Linked DNA regions of Arachis hypogaea: region 1 is linked to region 2. The links are chromatin contacts, called in public Hi-C maps. All regions are on one chromosome and are shown on one strand. Each heading gives the region's core, a stretch centred on a gene start, on an enhancer-like site or on the middle of the called end of the contact. The rest is flanking DNA. Distances are from core to core; before and after follow the strand shown. Region 1 has its middle 5.6 kb from the start of LOC140176355. Region 2 holds the start of LOC112720823 (ADP-ribosylation factor-like protein 2).

Evidence for each region. A called contact is a pair of places that touch in the nucleus more often than the background predicts.
Region 1: a contact with region 2 is called in a Hi-C map of leaf, with 2.5 times the contacts expected there. The contact joins the enhancer-like site here to the promoter of LOC112720823 in region 2. A contact is called at or near these places in 2 of 8 Hi-C or Micro-C datasets (both in leaf).

The regions. Positions count from the first base shown.
Region 1 is chr11:48,910,183-48,916,319 of arahy.Tifrunner.gnm2.J5K5, reverse strand. No RefSeq gene overlaps it. Among protein-coding and RNA genes, the nearest start is that of LOC140176355, 5.6 kb to the right of the region's middle. Within about 2 kb of position 3,194, at least 2 of the 3 cell types and tissues checked have open chromatin away from gene starts, as enhancers often do.
Region 2 is chr11:48,329,680-48,335,596 of arahy.Tifrunner.gnm2.J5K5, reverse strand. LOC112720823 (ADP-ribosylation factor-like protein 2) reads right to left here and starts at 2,126. Exons shown (of 7, transcript XM_025771916.3): 1 at 1,953-2,126; 2 at 1,229-1,282; 3 at 798-1,122; 4 at 567-677. The coding sequence starts at 862. It overlaps LOC112720822, which reads left to right and starts at 2,443. Exons shown (of 5, transcript XM_025771915.2): 1 at 2,443-2,755; 2 at 2,854-2,931; 3 at 3,041-3,125; 4 at 3,544-3,632; 5 at 4,888-5,506. The coding sequence starts at 2,474. The coding sequence ends at 5,031.

The DNA of each region.
Region 1 (6,137 bases), core at 1,945-4,444, 580 kb before region 2:
ATAATTAAATATATCACAACAAAACACTTAGAAAAACATAATGAGAGTTATGTCGTTGGGCTTAAAATAAACAACATATATTACACATCCATAAGTCTTTTATGATAGATAAGAGGTAGTATTAACTAGTTATTACATGAACCCATAAGAAAAACCCTAATATATAGCACAGCAAAATTAATTAAATTGAAACACCTTAAAACATACATATATATGACCTTGATGATAATTTATATATAATAGAGTATGAAAATGGAATTATTAAGCTACAAAGTAGTATTAGCTAGTCCTTAATTAATTAATTAATTAACTATTTTAGAGGTGGACAAACAAAACCAGGAGGAGGAGTCATGCCACAAGTTGCAAGAACCTGAAGAGCAACAGGTATGAATATGTTGAGATTAAGAAGCTTAATCCTAATAACGGTGCAAAGACAAATCGCCGCTTCAAGATCAAGCAACCCTTGAATCACTGGACAACAAATATTCTCCACCGGGTTCCCTATTCCCACATGCACAATCCCTCCGGCAACGTCCAAGCACAGCCCTAGCTTCAGCGCGTCGATCGGACAGGTCGCTCGAGCCGGCGGCGGCGGGTATATGATTACTGGAGGGGGTTGCACTGGAGGCGGGATGATGATGACTGGTGGTGATGGATATGACGGCGGTTTCGAGGGGTGTTTTCCTCCTCCGCCGTGATGTGGCGGGGGTTTTGGGCGGTAGTGGTGGTGAGGTGGTGATGGATGCGGCTGCGTGCAAGGACCACATGCTAAGATTATTGGTGGCATAGCATTCAGCATTAGAATCATGAAAATAAAAAACGTAGCTTTTGAGGTTGTTGGAAACATCGCTAATTAAGTTATCTTTGTTTTCTTCTCTCTTTGATTTTCCTCGGATTGCTTGAATGTAGAAAGTGGAAATCGAACCCTTATCGGTTTTCTATGATAAGTGAGAATATATTGTGAAGGGTGCCATATATATAGAGAGAGAGCAAGAGACATGCATCTTTGAAGATTCTAGCTAGCTAATTAATGAGTTTAACCTTTCGTTAAACAAGATATATAGCTAGAATAAGATTATATATTATTCAACATGCAGTAAGTAACACATGGCATCATATAGAACATCCGCGAAGACATGCATGCACTCAACAACGTCTTATTATGTGCAGAACAAGAATAGATATAATTAACCGAATAAATGGACAAGAAATATAAAAGGAAGAGTTTGGGATGAATAAAGATACACATCAAAGATACATAAATATCCGATGAAAACTCAAGTGCAGTCGACTTCACGTAAAGTTAATAATTAAGAACTGTTAGATAATTTAATTGATTTGACTAAATTTTTATCTAATAACTCTTAATTATCAACTTTATGTGAAGTCGACTATACCTGAACTTTCACCGTATTTAAAAGATTGGTTTTGACGACGAAAACATTATACTTAGCGAGATTTTAATATTTATAAATTTTCGATTTTTCTTTATTAAAAACAATTCTTGAAGTATATTTTAATTATAAATTTTTATATATATTTTTACTCATCGCAAATTTTTTTATGTATATTTTTTGTCTATTTAGTCATGATTAAATTGTCATGGTTTCTGACTCTCAGATTATTAGATGAAAAAGTCTAAGGGACCAACACTTTTATTAAAATTTAGCCAGCACTTAATCAGTAAAAAAAAAGTGAATAATTTTATACCATTAGATAAAATTTTACACCATTAAAAATATCGATAATGACTAATTAATGGTTACAAATCACAAAATTTACTGATCCCTAACACTCTTATTAGATAGCAACAACATGCCACTTTTTAATTTTATTATGGAGGCTAGAATGGGGTAGGACCCCGTTATGGGGATCAGGTGTGCTTTACCTGCATGTGGTGTCAGCAGGTAAGAAATCGGACGGTGCGAGTGGGGCGAGGCTTATCGGACAGTCCGACTTATTCACTACAACACAGACCATGCGAGTTGTTGAGGGAAAATAAAAAAGAAATTTTCATTCATGCAGAACTCGAAATGTCCGATAAGTTTCATATAAATTTCAGATATTTCCTTCATACAAAACGGACCCTCCGATTTGCTTACAAAAAATTTTCAACAATGAAATCGAAGGGTCCAATTTCTTAACACCAAATTTGAACAAAAATTGTCCCACAAATTGGTCTACTACCTCTAACATCTATAATTATGCACAACACATTCACAGCTTCCATAACAAAAAAATCAACCACAACATGCAATGTGTCTTTTGTAACAATATCACAATAGTCAAAATAATAGGAAATTTAATTCTTTAAGCAAGTGTATGTATTATATAAGTTTGAAATTCTTATTTAAATTTCAAGAAATTAAATTGAATTAGTTGAATTTTCCATAACAAAAATTGATAAGGCTTACTAAAAAATATACATGTTATTATAAAATTATTTTATTTCAAAAATTTAAACACCACGGGAATAACGTTATTTGCACTAATTTTTTTTTTTACAATTCTTTTGTACACTTTTAGCTTTTTAATATTCAAAATGATCGATAAAAAGTAAAAGAAGATAAAATATTTTTTTATACCATAAAAAGAGAATATATAAAAAAGGTTATGTACAAAAAAAATGCAAATATTATTTTTAAATTTACACTGATAACTAAAGATACATAAATAATTTTATATATAATTCATCTCTTCAAACAATAATCTCTTTTCAACTTAAAATGTGATTATACATAAATATTTTTTTATTTCTCATATACTAAATTTTTTCTTATTCTAAGAATCAAAGCCTAAATCGTTTTATTAAAAACATGTATATATTATAAAATCACTTGACGAAAAGAGATTAAACCGACAAGTAGAATCATGGATTATATATCTAACGCTACCATAAGTTTGTCCCTCGTAATAATAACAATCCATCCACTACCGAGGAAGCTATAGGGATATAGTAGTAACTAGTTCATTATGTTATTGTGGATTAATCATTTTTATCATTGGACTAAATTTTAATTAGTATAAAAAAAAGTAGTACTTTGAAGAAAAAGAAAATCACATAATTCTTATATCAGATAAAATTCCAATTATATTTGATATAAAAAATTAGTGGGGCACAGAGAGATGGAGAGAAAGAGATAGGGAATATAAATGGAAGTTTTGGAATCATGTGCTGTGGTTTTGTGATTTCGAGAGAGTACTGAGTCTCCGTGACCGTGAGCTGGCTGCAGGAGGTCAGTCCGTGACCTAGCTAGTTCAGTTCGAGTCATGATTTTTAAAATTGGACTGGACCGACCGATCGATCTAATCGAAAATTGACAATGTCAACGGTCCGGACACTCGAACGTTCCCACTGCGTGCTTTTCATTTTCATTGCATCCATCCCTATCTAGTATCCTGTTTCTATTATCTTTTATATATTCATTGGGAAAGTTTTCACATATGTCATTGTACTTTATGAAACGTTTCAAGTATTCCATCGTACTTTCTTGAAAATTGGATATACGTTTAGATAATATTGTGTCCATTTATTATGTAGCGAAGAATTGAAGGACAACAATAATCCTTAGCAAAGGTTTAAAAAGATGATATTGGATAGTTTTAGAAATGGGGTAGCACAGTGTGACGAAAGTCAGCTATATTACTATGATCGTAGTGATTTCGCTTGTGTTGTATGAAGTATGTTCTTTTGGTCAAAATTAATAGAAAAAAAATGATGAATTTAACAATTAGAAATGGACTATATTTAATTAGGTGAATTCTATCCAATTTTCTCTAAAATAACGTATAAATTATTCTTTATCATGTGTCACGTTTTAATTGGTTATTATATTAACCATAGTTGGATTATTTTGTAATTTATTATTTGAGATGGGTAATGATATAATTTCTTAAAATATCAACACCTCACTCCCGTTAATTGAAACATCTTTCCACTCCTCCATTCTTTCTCCGTCACGTAGCTTCAGTACTTCCAAGCATCGTAGTCGCCGTGGTGACAAGAAGAACGACGTCGTCGTCATCTACTGCCCTCTCACGCAATCTCTCTTTCTTTATCCCTTAACGACGTCGTTGAATTCCCATCGTCAATAACTTTGCCGTCCTATTCAATATAGCCAGCGCCGAAATCATCGCTATCTCCTATCCTCTCACTCAATGCCGTGGATCACTCTTTACTAACATAAGTAATGTTTAGTTTGGTTATTAAAAGTATAATAAAATAAATCTATTCAGAGTACTTAAAAGTGTAATTAAAATAAAGAACATGTTGGAATAAATTATTTTATTAATCCAGATCATCCATATTGAGTCACCAAAAATATATCATAATGTGGAAGCGTACCTTTACTAATAGAAATTAGAAATTAGATGGAAGGATTGTCTCAATCTTGTGGTTCCTTCGATCTTCCTCAACTAAAGCCTTCTGTATTCCTAGGCGACTGGATTGCAACTCTTTTGATGGGGAAAGAGCAACAAAGGCGGCTTTGGTATATTGGGGACCGAAACCCTGAAGGACTATTTATATTTGAGCATGACACCCATTAAACCGTAAAGCCCAAATAAAATAGTATCTAAAGTCTAAAAGATAATATATCTAAAATACAAAATAATTATCTAAGGAATAAAAGATAATATCTGCTTTTTATTCTCATTTAATTCCAAATCAAAAGTAATAATGACTTATTCAATTTAGCATTTATAACAATAAATGAGATCACCATTATATAAGTCATTTAATTTGAAATAGCATAATTTGTGATTATAATTAATATATGTATTGTCCACAAACAAATTAGAAAATTAAAATAATTTCCTAACAATCTCTCACTTGGGCTATACATATATTTGACATAATCACATCTTATAAACTTTATGCGCGCATCTGAATGCTATTTCTCTCATTACTTTAACAATCTGGTCCGTCTCATATATTAGATATGGAACTACCCCGGCTTTTATCACATTAATGTCGTGACTAAACCACGACAATCACCATCCTAATATACTTAACGACATAGATCAAATTTGGATGAGTAACATGGAAATTACATGCCAAGTGATCTCATGCATGTCTATTTCCAGCTGGTCCAACTTTAAAACTTTATTGAGATAAAACACAATACAAATATTGCAAAATGAACATTTCACATAACATGAAATAAACCATCAACTTAATTTTGCAGAAAAATAACTCAATATCTGTCATAGAACATATAGTATAAAATAAACTCCCACTAAACTAAGGCATCACAAATATTGACACCCATCCGAGCAGTGTGCTCATGAAAGACTTTAGGGATCAATTTCTTGGTTATTGAGTCTACTAGCATATACTCTGTTCCTATATGTCCTATGAAAATATGTTTTTCTTCAACTTTCTCATTGACAACTAAGAACTTAATGTCTGTATGCTTCGATTTTGTCAAGCTCTTATTGTTATTGGAGTATAGTACTGCTGACTTATTGTCACAAAATATCTTTAATGACCTTTCAATGTCATCTACTATACGAAGCTCAGTGACAAAGTTTCGCAACCATATGCCATGAAATCGGAATCAGAGTACCCAATGATCTCCAAATTTTCTGATCTCTGATAAGTAAGCATGTAATCCTTTGTTCTCTTTAGATAACGCATTACGCGTTTAACAGTTATCCAATGATCCATACTAGGATTGCTCAAGTATCTACCCAACACTCCCACTAAGAATGATATATCGAGGCGTGTGCAGACTTGAGCATACATTAAGCTCCCTAGTGCTGATGCATAAGCGTTATCATGCATTGTTGTCATCTCAAGATCATTTTTGGGGCATTGCTTGAGACTGAACTTGTCTCCTTTAGTTACGGGTGTACCCATTGGTCTACAACTTTCGATGACATATCTACTTAAAATCTTTTTGATATAGTTCTTTTGTGATAATCCAAGAATACCTTGAGAGTGATCTCTTAGTATCTCGATTCCTAATACAAAAGAGGCATCACTAAGATCTTTCATTTTGAATTTGTTCGATAGAAGTTTCTTAGTTTCATGTAACAAACCTATATCGTTACTAGCAAGTAGAATGTCATTAATATATAAGACTAAGAAAATGTATTTACTCCCACTGAATTTGTGGTATACACATTTATCTATA
Region 2 (5,917 bases), core at 877-3,376:
CTTTCATGATTGAAACTCACACCTACTTTTTTAAGTGTGATCCATGTATGTCAACCAGAATGTCTAATCATTAAGTTTGACAATCACCTCTTTATTCTGTGTATGACCATGAGAAGGAAGGAAATGGGAATGTTGGAGTGACATATCCTTTAAACACAGCAGCACTCAAATCTAGAAAAGATTAATATCATCTAAGTATGTTTTGATCATACCATCAAACTTTGATGGTTGTTTGGAAATGTCATCACTATTCCAGAACCGTACATGAGATTTTAGTTTCACCACTATCAAACTAACTACATTTCCCAATTGCAGTTTTAGCTGAGATATTTCACTCATCAGTGACAAATTTCAAAAAAAAAAAAAAAAAAAAATCAAAGTCTTTCCCTTTAAACAAAAGAGTAATGCTACCAAGGGGTCACAACCCATATCTACCCCTAAATAGTGACTATAGTAATATAAACTCATCCTCATATTTTTCTCTCCTAAGAAAAATAGTACAAGATAGCTAACAATAGTAGGGACTGTGATGTTTTGTGAAGTGAAATGAGAAGAAGATTCCTCACTTTTGGTAGGTGATGGTTTTGATGTTGAAGCCAAGAGTAGGACTAATGACGCTAGTATCCTCCCCGTTAATCTTCAAAACGATTGTTGTCTTCCCAGAATTGTCCAATCCCCTGTATAGTATGTAGCAAACAAAGGGCAAGAAGGTAATTAGGAAAAAATAATTCAAGAAAGTAGATAACAAAAACGAGAGAGGGTTTTGAGAGAGAGATCGGAAGTGGAAAGAAACTCACACCATAAGAATTCGCATTTCCTTCTCTTTTCTTTTGATCTTACGAATGATGCTGAGAAGACCCATCGAGAAGAGAAAAGCTCGAAATGCTGGTGGTGGGGCCGAAACGAAGGCCGGAGAGGTTAGGTGAATGTGTCACCGACGCGGCCGGCGGCTCCGCCGATGAGGAAAAGGGATGGTAGCCGTAGCGCAGGAACCTGGAGACGACAATGAGGCCGAGGTGGAGGTTCTCGGGTAACTAGCAACGCTGCAGGCGGAGGATGACGGGGATGTTTTCCAGGAACTTGTGGTGGCCGGCTGGGGCACCCGAAGCGAGATGAGGAAAACTGCAAGTGAAAGAGCTAATATGTTATGGTGAAGGGTTCTGGGGTGGTGAAAGAATATCAAGGATATTACGTAAACAAATTGAAAGCTTGCTGAAAATGGCATTACCAAAACTACAGTGTCGAGTCTGCAATCTCCCAATCTAAAAACATGAGAAAGTACCTATAAAAGTTCCCATTACAATTGTTACCAAATAAAAACCAAAAAATAAAAACACATTTTGTTGTTTCACCAATATATCATCTCAAATAGGTTGTGCAATTGATACAGTTGGGAACCAAAATTGAGTTCCAAGGGAAAAAATGGATCAAAAAATGCAACTTACCCATTTTTAGTCCTAAGCTTTCCAGTATTTCCTATCAGTCACAAACCCAAAAAATATCAACCATTTGACAAGGAATTCATAGTTTATTAATAGTTTTCTGTTAGCTCTATGTTGGGCCTGGTAACAAGATAAATTCACAGCCTAGATATTCTGAACACATGAAAATGCATGGATTGTGTAGATCATATGACCAATATGATTTCTTTCTTGATTTTTTGTAAAGTGGGTCTCTATCATCTCTTTCTCCATTTTCTTTTCTCTTTATCTTAATAAAATTCTTCTCATGAAAAAGAAATAGATAAAAATGAAAATCTCTAAATGGATGAGCAATGAGCAGTGATAGAGTCATCAATCCTCAATTTAATTAACAGGATTAACAAGATTTTCAATTTAAGCAAGAAGTAATGAACAATGAGCACACAGAGTCATCAATCATCATCAAGCAGGGACAGAGCAAAAGCTAATCAACCAAGAACGAGGCTGAGCACTGAGCAGAGCAACCATTACCTTCGGTGAGGGCAGTGAGTAGAGTATGAGGAAGAGCAGTTGAACGCGACGAACGACGGCGACCTGGCGATGACCGCGACGACGGACGAAGAGCGGCCGAACAGGACCCCTGGACGAGAACGCTGGCGACTGGTGAATAAGGAGAGGGATTGGAGACTTGGAGCACGACAACCAGGCGAAGAAGGAAGTTCCTGAGCGCGACGACAACCCCGGACGGCGGCAGAACCGTTGAAGCTAGGGTTTTGGTTTGGGGATTTTTTGAACTTTGCTTCTGATTCATTCACGAATGAGGGGGTGTTGGGGGAAGGGGTGACGCGTTGGGGAGTTGGGTTTTCTTTTTTTTGTGTAAAAGAATTTAATTAATTTTTTTTTTATAAAAGGATGAAATTCTATAGTAGAATTTTTTTTCAAAACTCTTGTAATTTGTAGAAATACTTTTATTCTAGTTAATTAATTTAGTTTTTCTAACACCTAATCCCTCTAGCTAGGTGGCTCTGTAGCAAACTACCACAAGAACAAGAATGGAAGCCCTGGCGGAGCTGGAACGAGTTCAAACCCAGCTCCTGAAACGCATATCGGAGTTAGAAAAACAAAACCAAAACCACTCCACTCCATCAACTGATTCTCCCATCGTTGACGAAGCTGACACCGTTACTCGTCTTTCCTCCATTTTGCGCTCTAACGCCGTTAACGACTTTTCCTTCAAGAGGGTCCCACCTGATTACTACGACTGGTCTCTTGAAGCTCGACGCGATGCCCTCGCTGCTCACTCCATCCAACATCTCTGCAAAAGCATCGTTTTGGTATTCACTATCCTCATTCTCTTCAAACTATAAAATCATTTTATAATTTAATTCATTAGCTGAAATCGTGAAATCTTGTTATCGTGCTCACTGGTCAGGTTAACACGCAAGCGCCCGCTAATGTCGTTGATTGTAGCGATCGCAAAAACTCCAAGTATTATGTTGTTGTGGTTCAGGTGGCCTGTAATTATTTGTTAAATTTTGGGAATGAACTCGTTGCTGTTAGGTGTTAATTTGTCTTTAATTATGCGTCTGTGTATTGCTTTGTTTTGTTTTGTTTTGCAGTACACAGCGCGGTTCAATGCCGAGGCTGTCAAGAATTTTCTGTATTCGCTCAACAATGGAAGCATAGCGAAGAAGAAATTCAACAGTAAGTTATTTTGTTTTTGCATTTTACATCATTCTATTTATGTGCGTAGTGTCTGTGAAGGGGAGCCTTAGTACAACGGTTGAGATGTCACATGTTTAAGCTGGGAAAACAGGTAATTATCTATTAGGCTGCCTACATTATTTCTTTTGGATTCGGCCCTTCTCCAAACCCACATTAATGCGGGATGCCAGTGCACTTGAAAGTGCCTCACCTTTTCCGCTGATTGTTTGGTTATCTTGAGATTAGCACAAGAATGTTTGAATGAAATTTGTAGAATGCGGTGGCATTGGAAGGAAAAAACCAGTGTGTTAGTTATATCAGTTGCAAGTTGTTTAACATTATAGTATTATACCATACTTGTTTATTTTCCAGTCCTTTCTATATTTTGAAATTTGGAAGTTTTATTTATTGTATGCAGTGAGGCTGGCTCCTGAGCAGACATCAACAGACTTAACTGGATATGGGCACAATGCAGTGACTTGTATTGGCATGAAAACTGACATTCCGGTAAGACTTGTCCTGTGGATTAATATAGGAATCTTATGATATGTGCTGACAACAAAATATCTGCAAGTAGTTAACAAGAATATAACTTCTTAAACAAGCTATTTAAGACAAGTAGGGCTATATGACCAACAAAGTTTATCATTTTTTGCTAACACTTGGCCAGCTCTAAATACTAAGCATTAAATTCTAAACCCTAGATCCTAAATGCTAATAGTATAAAGGTAAAGTATTGGCCCAGTGTGTTGGCTAATATTGATAAAATGTTTTTGTTCCCTAACATTTCTCATTTATGGCTCATCACTTTTGTGATTAAGTTGATTTGCCTTGCACTTGGATTAATAATTGGTGTAGACAAGGATTGCTTAGCAACAGAATATGAACAGTGGATGGAATAATTATTCCATCTTTTTTATTTTTAATTTTCTTTTATTTAACTTTGTTTATACAGATTAGTACTTAATCCCCATTCCTTGTTCAAGCTGATGATGTGATCTAGCTGATTACATGTGGCATTTACGAAGTCCCCCCCCCCCCCCCCCCCTCTCTCTCTTTTTCTCTCATTTTGGTTGTTGTGTCTTTTTGATGCCTTGGATTAGCAATAAGGCGTATAACCCTTTTTCTAATTATCTGTTGCAACAATAGGTCACAGCCTCTTTTACTTTGCTGTAACATATTAATAGTGTCCCTGCCATATGATCTGTGGTCTCATGAACATCTGTATAAACAACTGAATCTTACCAATCTTTCTTCTGTCCTGCTGTTTCTGGTTCAAAGCTCTAAATTATGCCTGTCTCTCTGTCTAAAATCCAGGTCTGGGTTGACATCAGAAGTTATGTATTTTTTAGGATGTGTCAACAGTTGACCATTTTATGGAACTATGAACTGTCTTCGAGATTGAGTGTTGTCGATCTTTTGCTTGTGCAAATAGCCGCTTAAACATGCAACTTGTTGTCAAGGACATGTTTTCTTGTTTCAAACTTTAATGATGGAGGTGTAATTTTATAAATTGAATGGAATTTAAGACCATAGGTTTGCTCCTTGGACAATGGTCAAATTTGAGACATTCCTTAACATTAATCTGATCGTTTAATCATTTCAAGGACCCGAGGCCCATTATTTAATTTAAAACATATCTTCTGTGCGCACTATTTCTAGTCACAATTCATTCTCTTTTCCAGTTAGATAGCACAATGCATTATGTGTAGGAATTACCCTTCAGTTTGTTCCCTTGTTTGATATTATGGTCTCATTTCAGGTGATTTTGGATGAAGCTATCGTAAAACTGACCCCAGATTTCTTCTGGTTGGGTGGTGGTGAGGTTGATCTTAAGCTTGGAATAAGGACCTCTCAGTTAATCAGATTTGTCAACCCCTTCATTGTCAACTGTAGCGGCAGTTGATTTTGTTACACAAAGAAGTCAGCATAACTAACAGCGCTTGGAGCTTCACTATTTTCAGCTTCCCACTGCATATGAAGTTATGTAGTCTGCATAATATCCTTGTGCTTTATGGAGATACGACTGCAGTCAGCATCATGGCTTCGTATTTTAATTTTCTTGAAGGTTATTAACATCATTAGAGACCCAAAAAAAAATGGTGAGTTGATCCTTTACTTTTTGTATTTATTGTTGAATGAATTTATAACAAGTTTAACACAGGAGGTGATGATGCCTGAGTTTAGAGCAGACCCAGAGCAAGCATCAATTCGTAACAATTCGTAGTAGGATGATTGATCTTTCAGATTCTCACAGAATGCATGATGTATCCACCTGAAAATAGATGAATTAGTTATTATGATGATTATGAATTTGATGTCAACTGAGAGTTGTCGTATTTCTGTTTACAGGACATTCTGTAACCGGATAATGTTAGACAGATCTCTCTCTCTCTCTCTCTCTCTCTCTCTCTCTCATAGGCCCATGGTAAGGTAGAGATTTTTTTCTTCTTTTTTTTTTCCCTTTTTGGTTCAAGTGGACAAAAGAAAACAAGCAAAAATAATCAAATTGAGAATTAACTCAATATAAAAGAGGGAAAAGATGTGTAGTTATTGGAGATAATACTCAATTTGGTCCCTGAACTTGCATGTAAGTCTCAATTTAGTTTCTAAAGTTTCAATTGCTTTTATTTAGTCCCCAAATTTTATGAACATAACTCATGTTAGTCCTTGAAACAATTTTCAACGTATAAACGCTAACGGAACACTGTCGTGAACAGCTGGATGCCACACTAAACTTTGTAAAATGATGTCGTTTTAGTTTTGGCACTTAAATAACCCAAAAACATCAT